Regions from separate parts of the Sus scrofa genome. Here region 1 is linked to region 2. Evidence: chromatin contacts called from public promoter capture Hi-C data. All regions are on one chromosome and are shown on one strand. The core of a region is the stretch at or near the end of the contact, and the rest is flanking DNA. Distances in the headings are between cores, read along the strand shown.

Region 1 (3,596 bases), core at 683-3,182, 99 kb before region 2:
TTTGATGAATCATACTAGTAAACATTCACCTTCAAAGAACTTATCCAGCTAAGAGGATGTGAGAGTCTATCACATGTATCTTTCCCACCAGCTCCTTAACACTGGAGCAGTGAAACAAGATATCCTCTTCCAGAGTGTGTACAGCTTTTTCCATGCCTCGGAATGCTGCTAAAGCAACTTTGCATTGCCTTTTTCGAGAACTACAGTGTTTTGAAGGTGGTAAGAGTTTAAAAACATCCCCTATATGCATGAATGGCCAGTACCTAACTTGGGACCAAAAAAAATCCTATCAAAACAGGAAGTATCAGGCACAGGTTTACTGTGGTAGGAAATAGAGAGGAATCGAGAGTTCATGTGTCTTACAAAATGACAAAACCTCTTGCCTTGTACCTGAATGTTCACAGCAGTTTTATTCATAATCTAATTATTGGAAACAATCCAAAAGTCCACAACTAGGAAGAAATAAACTGTAGTATATCCATGCAATGGATATACCACTCAGCAACAAAAAAGAACAAACCACAGGTACAAGTGACATGAATAAATCTAAAAACATTTCGCTAAATTTGAGAAGCAAGACACCAAAGGCTACATGCTTAGATTTCATTTATATGACATTCTGGAAAAGGCAAAACTTGACAGGAATAGAAATCAGATCAGTGCTTGCCAGGGGGTAGGAACGGAGAGGGGGCTGACGACAAAAGAGCAAGAAGGACTTTGTGCAGTGATGGAAACGTTCTGACTCAATCTTGGTGGTGGTAGTAAAACATTGTCAAACCTCATAGAGGGGGAGTTCCCGTCGTGGCGCAGTAGTGAACGAATCCGACTAGGAACCATGACGTTGTGGGTTCGGTCCCTGCCCTTGCTCAGTGAGTTAATGATCCGGCGTTGCAGTGAGCTGTGGTATAGGTTGCAGACGCGGCTCGGATCCCGCGTTGCTGTGGCTCTGGCGTAGGCTGGTGGCTGCAGCTCCGATTCGACCCCTAGCCTGGGAACCTCCTTATGCCACGGAAGCGGCCCAAAGAAATAGCAAAAAGACAAAAAACAAAAAAAACCTCATAGAGTAAGAAGTATGCCTAAAAAGGGACAATTTAACCTATGTAAACTACACCTCAAGAACTGACACAAACACGCATCCTAAAAATAAATAAATAAAAATAAAACAGAAACAAAACCAAAAACCCTTCCTTGTGCGCGGTCCCAACAAAGAGGATGAAAAGAACCCGAGGCGCGCTTCCTAGGGCTCGCGGGCCTGGGGCCTAACGCGCAGAGCTGCCACCCCCGGCCGGGAGGGAAGCTGGGGAAGGCAGAGAAGGATGCTTTCGGAGGCACAAGCCTGAAGGCGCGTCCGCATCCACACACAGCACTAGGCAGGGCGGAAAGCCCCCACAGAAGCGACGCGGCGAGGGCGTGCTTCAGCAGCCGTCGCCGCCGTGACTACCCCCGCTTTTGGACCAACATTTCCCGAGGCTCCTTACCGATGTTCCCTTCAATGGAAATTTTCTTGATGCGGTTCCCCTCTGAGCTGGCTGGGGAAGACGGGCAGCTCCTCTTGGGGGGGGTGGCCATGCCTCGCCCGTGGCGGCCCCGAGGGCGTTGGGCAAGGGGGCTGGGAGGTGCCGCAGACTGCGCGCGCCGGGGCTCACGCTACCGCGGAGCTCGTGTGGACCCGCACGCGGAACCCTCACCCCTTGCAGGTTCTCCGGACGGCGGGCCCGCGGGTTTGATTTTGGCGCGCGGAGTCAGCTGCCGACGGGGGCGGGGCTGCAGAGTGGCCGCCCACCCAGCGAGGAAGCCACGCCCCCGCTTTCTCTCAAACCCGAGATCCCGCCTCGGCCCCTCGGCCTTCGCCCCCTTCGGCTGGGGCGGGGGGCCCCTACGTGCGCGCCCGGCACGTCGGGTCACGCGGGAACTGGGGACGGGGCCGCGGGAGCTGAGCGGGGGGCGGGACCGCGCGCGCGCCGGCGCGCCTTTTCCCAGCAAGCTGGGGCGGAGGGGCGTTCCCGGAATTGGCTGGGAACCGGCGCGGGCACCCAAGGTCGAAGGGCGCCCAGGGGCAGGGGGCGTCTCCTTCGCTCGTCACCTTCGCTAGTCACCTGGAGTGGGCTGGGTTTCGGAGAACTCCCCTCCCCTGTGGGGCCTGTGGACTCAGAGCATCTGGACCGAATTGGTTGGGCTTTTTTGTCTTTTTTTTTTTTTTTGGTCTTTTTGCCTTTTCTAGGGCCGCTCTGGGGTCATATGGAGGTTTCCAGGAGTCTAATCAGAGCTGTAGCCGCCAGCCTACGCCACAGCAACGCCAGATCCGAGCCAGGTCTGCGACCTAGACCACAGCTCATGGCAACACCAGATCCTTAACCTGCTGAGCAAGGCCACGGATGGAACCCGCAACCTCATGGTTCCTAGTCGGGTTCTTTAACACTGAGCCATGATGGGAACTCCGAGTCAGCTGGACTTTAAACTTGTCAGAGGGAAGCAATGAGTAGTAGAAAAACGGAGTCCCAGGAATTCTCAGCCAGGAGGACTGTCGCAGGCTAGATGGCGCTAGGCACCCCAGCCCTCAGGGAATGTAATTGCATTCTTGCGTGTAGACGGTATTTCCAGCGTTTTTCTTGAATTAACTAGCAATCAGGTGCCACAGATCTCACCATGAGCTCCTTTATCAGTGAGGAGCCAGGCACTGAGGGGCTACTGTTAAGTCTCCAAGTCAGTGAGTGGAAATGGGATAGAAAGTTAGGTTTTCAGATGCCACCTCCTGATCTCTCATATCCTGATATGGATGGCGCTTTGCGTTGAAGGGGTTGGAATATGCCACCCTGAATATGCCACTCTGGCATATTATTTTGGATTAAATAAGAACCTCTGACCCTTTGTTCCTACCTGAAAGCAGGAAATAAATCTCTCATGTAAAAGGTACCCTCCCTGTACCAAGAGGGTAGAAAGCATCCTTATTATCAGAGATTGGGAATTCAGGGCAGAGAAGGCTGGATAAATAAACCTTGTTACTGTTTCATCAATTTACTACAACTGGCCCAAACCCTTCCTCTTGTGGCTTCTTCACAAATTTATTATTTGTCTAAAAGGTATAAAAGCTTCCCGCTTTGGTCATTTCATTGATTCTCATATTTTTAAGGGGACTTTATATGTAATTAAATGCTTTTCTGCTATTAATCTGTCTTACATCAATGATTAGGTCAGCCAAAGAGCCTGAGAGGAAAAAAATTCTACACTCCTACAGTGATGAGAATAAGTCACCACACTGAGTAGGTTTCTTTTCAGCATACTATAAAACTAATTAACTTTGCTTGCCCTACACCTGGTGGTTAACAAATGTATGTTGAATATTTGAGTGCTTCCTTATATGCCATGTCCTCTGCTGGATGACTCATCTAATTGGGGACAAATGCAGACACACCCAGAGGAATTCATTTTCAGTCATGGTAAAGACCTAGTAAACAGGTCACTGCCCGGGCTGGAAGTGCCCAAGTTCAAATTGTCTACAGAAACCAAAGGCCCTGTTACTCTTTTCTACCTTACAACTGTCAATCAGATCTGAAATGAATCTAAAGGTGGAATCACAACAAGGAAGATAAATGAAG
Region 2 (3,992 bases), core at 609-3,108:
CTTGACAAAACCAAGCCACTTTTTGTTAGTATGACTTCCTTAGTCCACATCTTCTGTCTATAAAAGTCTTTCATTTTGTACAGTTCCTGGGAGCGCCTTTTTATCTGTTAGATGGGACACTGCCAAATTAAAAAACTGTTGAATAAAGCCAATAAAATCTTTAAATTTCACTCGGTTGAATTTTGTTTTTTAGTGCAACTCATCTCAATGTCTTTTTTTTTTGTCTTTTTCAGGGCCATACCCAAGGCACACGGAGGTTCCCAGGCTAGGGGTCAAATCGGAGTTGCAGCTGCTGACCTACGCCACAGCCACAGCCACACCAGATCCGAGCCTCGTCTGAGACCTACACCACAGCTCACGGCAACACCAGATCCTTAACCCACTGAGCGAGGCCAGGGATCGAAGCTGCAACCTCGTGGTTCCTAGTTGGATTTGTTTCTGCTGAGCCACGATGAGAACCCCCATTTTTTAAAAGTCATTATCACTTTAAGATGGATACTGAAAAGGTGATTGACATGATCTTTGGGGTTTCCTTTAAAATATTCCAGTAAAGGAAAAAAATGGGGGGATGGTGGTGGTGGTGAGGACAAATGAAACCAGAATGAAAAATGTTGATAATTTCTGAAATTCATTAAAGTTCATTCATTATACTTTTCTTTGAGAATTTCCACAACAGAAAATCTAAATTTTTTAGCTTTTTCTATTTTTCAGTCTCTGAACTCTCTTTTGCCTACTAACCTGAGCCAGGTCCTCCACACATGAGGAGGGAAACTGCACAACCAGTCCTTGGACAGACCTCTGCCTGTCCACTTGTGAATACACGAAATCCTCATGGGAGGCTTTAGTCGTTGTTACACAGGTTTCACCCCCTATCTGAAAGCAGAGAGTTCCTAAGAAACCTTTTGGAGCCAAAATGGCATAAGATGAGGAAGCAGTTATCCCAGAACATAGGTTGCCAAGGAGATAAAGCAGAGCTGCTCAAAAACACAGTTCAAAGCCGTGGCAGGGAGACGCTGAGTACAGCTTCCCAGGAGGGAGGTCGGTGGGACCACCTCAGCCTCGACCGCCGCTGCTACAAAACAAACACAATGCTATTTTCAATTTTTGCCTTTCCCCATCAAAGTGAAAATCGCATATTTCTTTCCAGTAGTGAAAACGGGTACTAATACGGATTTTTCATGAAGTGGTCTAGAGTGAACTTCCCAACAGCGGGAGGCTACCTTTAGATCTTATTAGCACAGAATGAGTATCTATATATTTCATTTTAAAACAAAGTTGGGAGTTTCCATCGTGGCTCAGTGGTTCACAGATCCGACTAGGAACCATGAGGTTGCGGGTTCGATCCCTGCCCTTGCTCAGTGGGTTAAGGATCTGGCGTTGCCGTCAGCTGTGGTGTAGGTTGCAGACGCGGCTCGGATCCCGCTCTGGTGTAGGCTGGCGGCTACAGCTCCGTTTGGACCCCTAGCCTGGGAACCTCCATATGCCGCGGGAGCGGCCCAAGAAATGGCAAAAAGACAAAAACAAAAAACAAAAAGCAAAATAAAGTTGGCCTTCAGCACCGCACTCAAGCTGGGGGGGGGGGGCAGGGGGCGTTATTCAACCTTCGCCGATGTTATCAGCCCAACCTCTTTTTACAATTGGCGTACCTCAGTTCCTTCCAGAAAGAGCCCTTTCGCCCCCCTCCCACGTCAAAGGACTGGGGGTAAATTGCGGGGCGTCGGTAGCTCCGGGTTCCAGGTTTCAGGCCGCCCAGAGCGGGAAGGTTCGTCGCCTTCAGGACTGTTTCCACCAGGGGAAACACCAGCCAGGCGGTCGAGGCAGCGCCCCAGCCCCACCCGGCTCGCGGGCAGCACCGCCCCGAGGGCGGAGCCCGGGCGGAGCCGCGAGCTCTCCTCCGCCTCCTCCTGACTCGCCGCTGCCCCCGGTACCCGCGGCGCATGTGCCCGGCAACCCCTCCCCGGCCCTGGATTCCGCTTCCCCTTCGCTCGCGCTGCAGCCGCAGCCGCCTTCAGGCCCTGCGCCGCCTCCAGAGTCCATGGCCGGGACGCGCTGGGTGCTCGGGGCGCTGCTCCGGGGCTGCGGCTGCAACTGCAGCAGCTGCCGGCGCACCGGCGCCGCCTGCCTGCCCTTTTATTCGACCGCCGGCTCCTTCCCGTCGGGCGTCTCGGGCCGTCGCCGCCTGCTGCTGCTGCTCGGTGCCGCGGCGGCCGCCGCCTCGCACACGCGGGGCCTCCAGATCGGGCCTGCCCCTGCCGGGAGGCTGGCGGGGCCTCCCCCCGCGGCCGCCTCCGCCGCCGCGACGGCTGCCGCCTCCTACCCGGCCCTGCGCGCCCCTCTGCTATCGCCGTCTTTGACGGCGGCCGCGGGTCCGGCGCGGGGTTACTGCCAGGTACGTGGACGCCGAGCGAGGCCGCGCGCGGGACCCTTCCCCGGCCACGCGCACGCGCCCCGGCGCCCCCCGCGTGCGCCTCACGTGCGCGCCCGGGGATCCGCGGCACGCGCCGCACCCCCCTCCCGCCCCCGCCCGCCCAGTCCTCCTATTGGGCCCCAGAACAAGGGACGCTCTCCCAGGCCTCGGGTGTTCTCCTTGTTTTGTTCTCTTCTCGAGTCTCTGGTCGGTTGGGCAGTGTAAGTGTGGCTGGGGGTGAATGTTGAGGCCTTGTTTCCCGCCGGCCCATGGTAGGTTTTGTGAGGCTGCTGACGTCCCCACCGCGCATCCCTGTCGCTGTGTGCCCGCTGGTTGTGAAGTTGGGAGGCTGGACCCCGCGGAGGGCTGGGACTTTGCGTGCCGCCCGAGCACCAGGCCTAGCGGCCTGGGCGAGCCTCTCGGCCCGCTGATGCTTAGGTTCACGCACATACTTGCGTGGGCTGGGTTTGTGGGGAAGGAGCCAGGTCCCCAGCGCTGTCCTCTTGCTCGTGTCCCCGGGGAAAGGCGGGCTGCCCCAATTACTGAAGGTCACCGTTGCACCTCCACTTACTCTTGACAGAAGGTCCTTTAGGACCGCGGGTCGCCGCCGCTGGGAAGGACAGTTTGGGCGGCTGTGAAAATGGGGGAGGGGGACCGAGGAGAGGCGGCGTCTGGGGCAAAGGCCATGGTTTGGGGACCTGGGAGTAAGTCTACAGTATTTTTTTAAAGTCATTGTTGTGTTTAACTACTCAGATTGCAAATATTATGGTGCCTCGTAGGAAGCTTTCTGCTTGTTACGTGGCATCTGGGAAATGTCAGGACACTTTATCAAGGTTCCTGATGCCTTGGGTCATGTTCCTCTTAATCCATTTTGTACTTATCCTTGAATTTAGGGAAACTGGGAAGCTAATCTGCATGGCTGCTGTCTGCCAGTGGCTGAGCTAATTGATTTGAATCCTGGCCCAATACTTTCTGCTGCCCTTTCCTGTAGAAGCTTGTGATGCTTATGGAATTCTGGGAAAATGGGGAATGTTAGCTTTATCAAAAAACATGCTATCTTTAATAAGCCTTTGTGAGCTGGCTATTCTCTCTCCTGGATTTTTCTTTTCTGTGAACTTGACTAGTATAATGATATCTGCTGAGCCTCTACTAATGTTATACTGTGTTTACATTTATTATTGCTTCCATAAAATTGTGTCTTCACAGAAATGATGGAAACATACAAAGGAGTGAAGTATCTCTCTCCTTAGCCCAGTAGAATCCAAATCACTTGAGTTAAAGCCTAAATTGTCTTCCCATATTAATTGTAGTGCTTGTTGCATTCTTATCAAATATGTATTAGACCCTGTTAAAGGTTTATGTTTATCATTGACTCCTTAAAATTAGATGTAAGTATTAATGTAGATGAAGCCTGGTGGAGTGCAAATCAGAGTTGTCTTCCCTGGTCATGATTGTGGTGCTTGTTGGAATCTTAGTACATTCCAGTTTTTGTGTAGTTTTGTGAAATAGAGTTCTTTGGATCTGGTTCCAGCTCCTGTTAGCTCACACTGTTGCTATTGCTTTTTATGCTCTTTGCCTTATTCAC

The links. Promoter capture Hi-C pulls out the DNA fragments that hold promoters and counts their contacts.
Region 1: a promoter capture Hi-C map of fetal liver shows a contact between it and region 2, with 4 times the contacts expected there. The contact joins the promoter of DCK here to the promoter of GRSF1 in region 2. A contact is called at or near these places in 3 of 5 promoter capture datasets (fetal liver, fetal skeletal muscle and liver), 13 of 47 Hi-C or Micro-C datasets (embryonic fibroblasts, fetal heart ventricle, fibroblasts and 7 more) and 2 of 2 datasets of contacts at active chromatin or transcription factors (alveolar macrophages and skeletal muscle).

What each region holds. Positions count from the first base shown.
Region 1 is chr8:67,704,997-67,708,592 of Sscrofa11.1, reverse strand. DCK (deoxycytidine kinase) reads right to left here and starts at 1,932. Exons shown (of 7, transcript XM_003129074.5): 1 at 1,479-1,932. The coding sequence starts at 1,569.
Region 2 is chr8:67,605,288-67,609,279 of Sscrofa11.1, reverse strand. GRSF1 (G-rich sequence factor 1) reads left to right here and starts at 1,858. Exons shown (of 10, transcript XM_003129072.4): 1 at 1,858-2,389. The coding sequence starts at 2,036.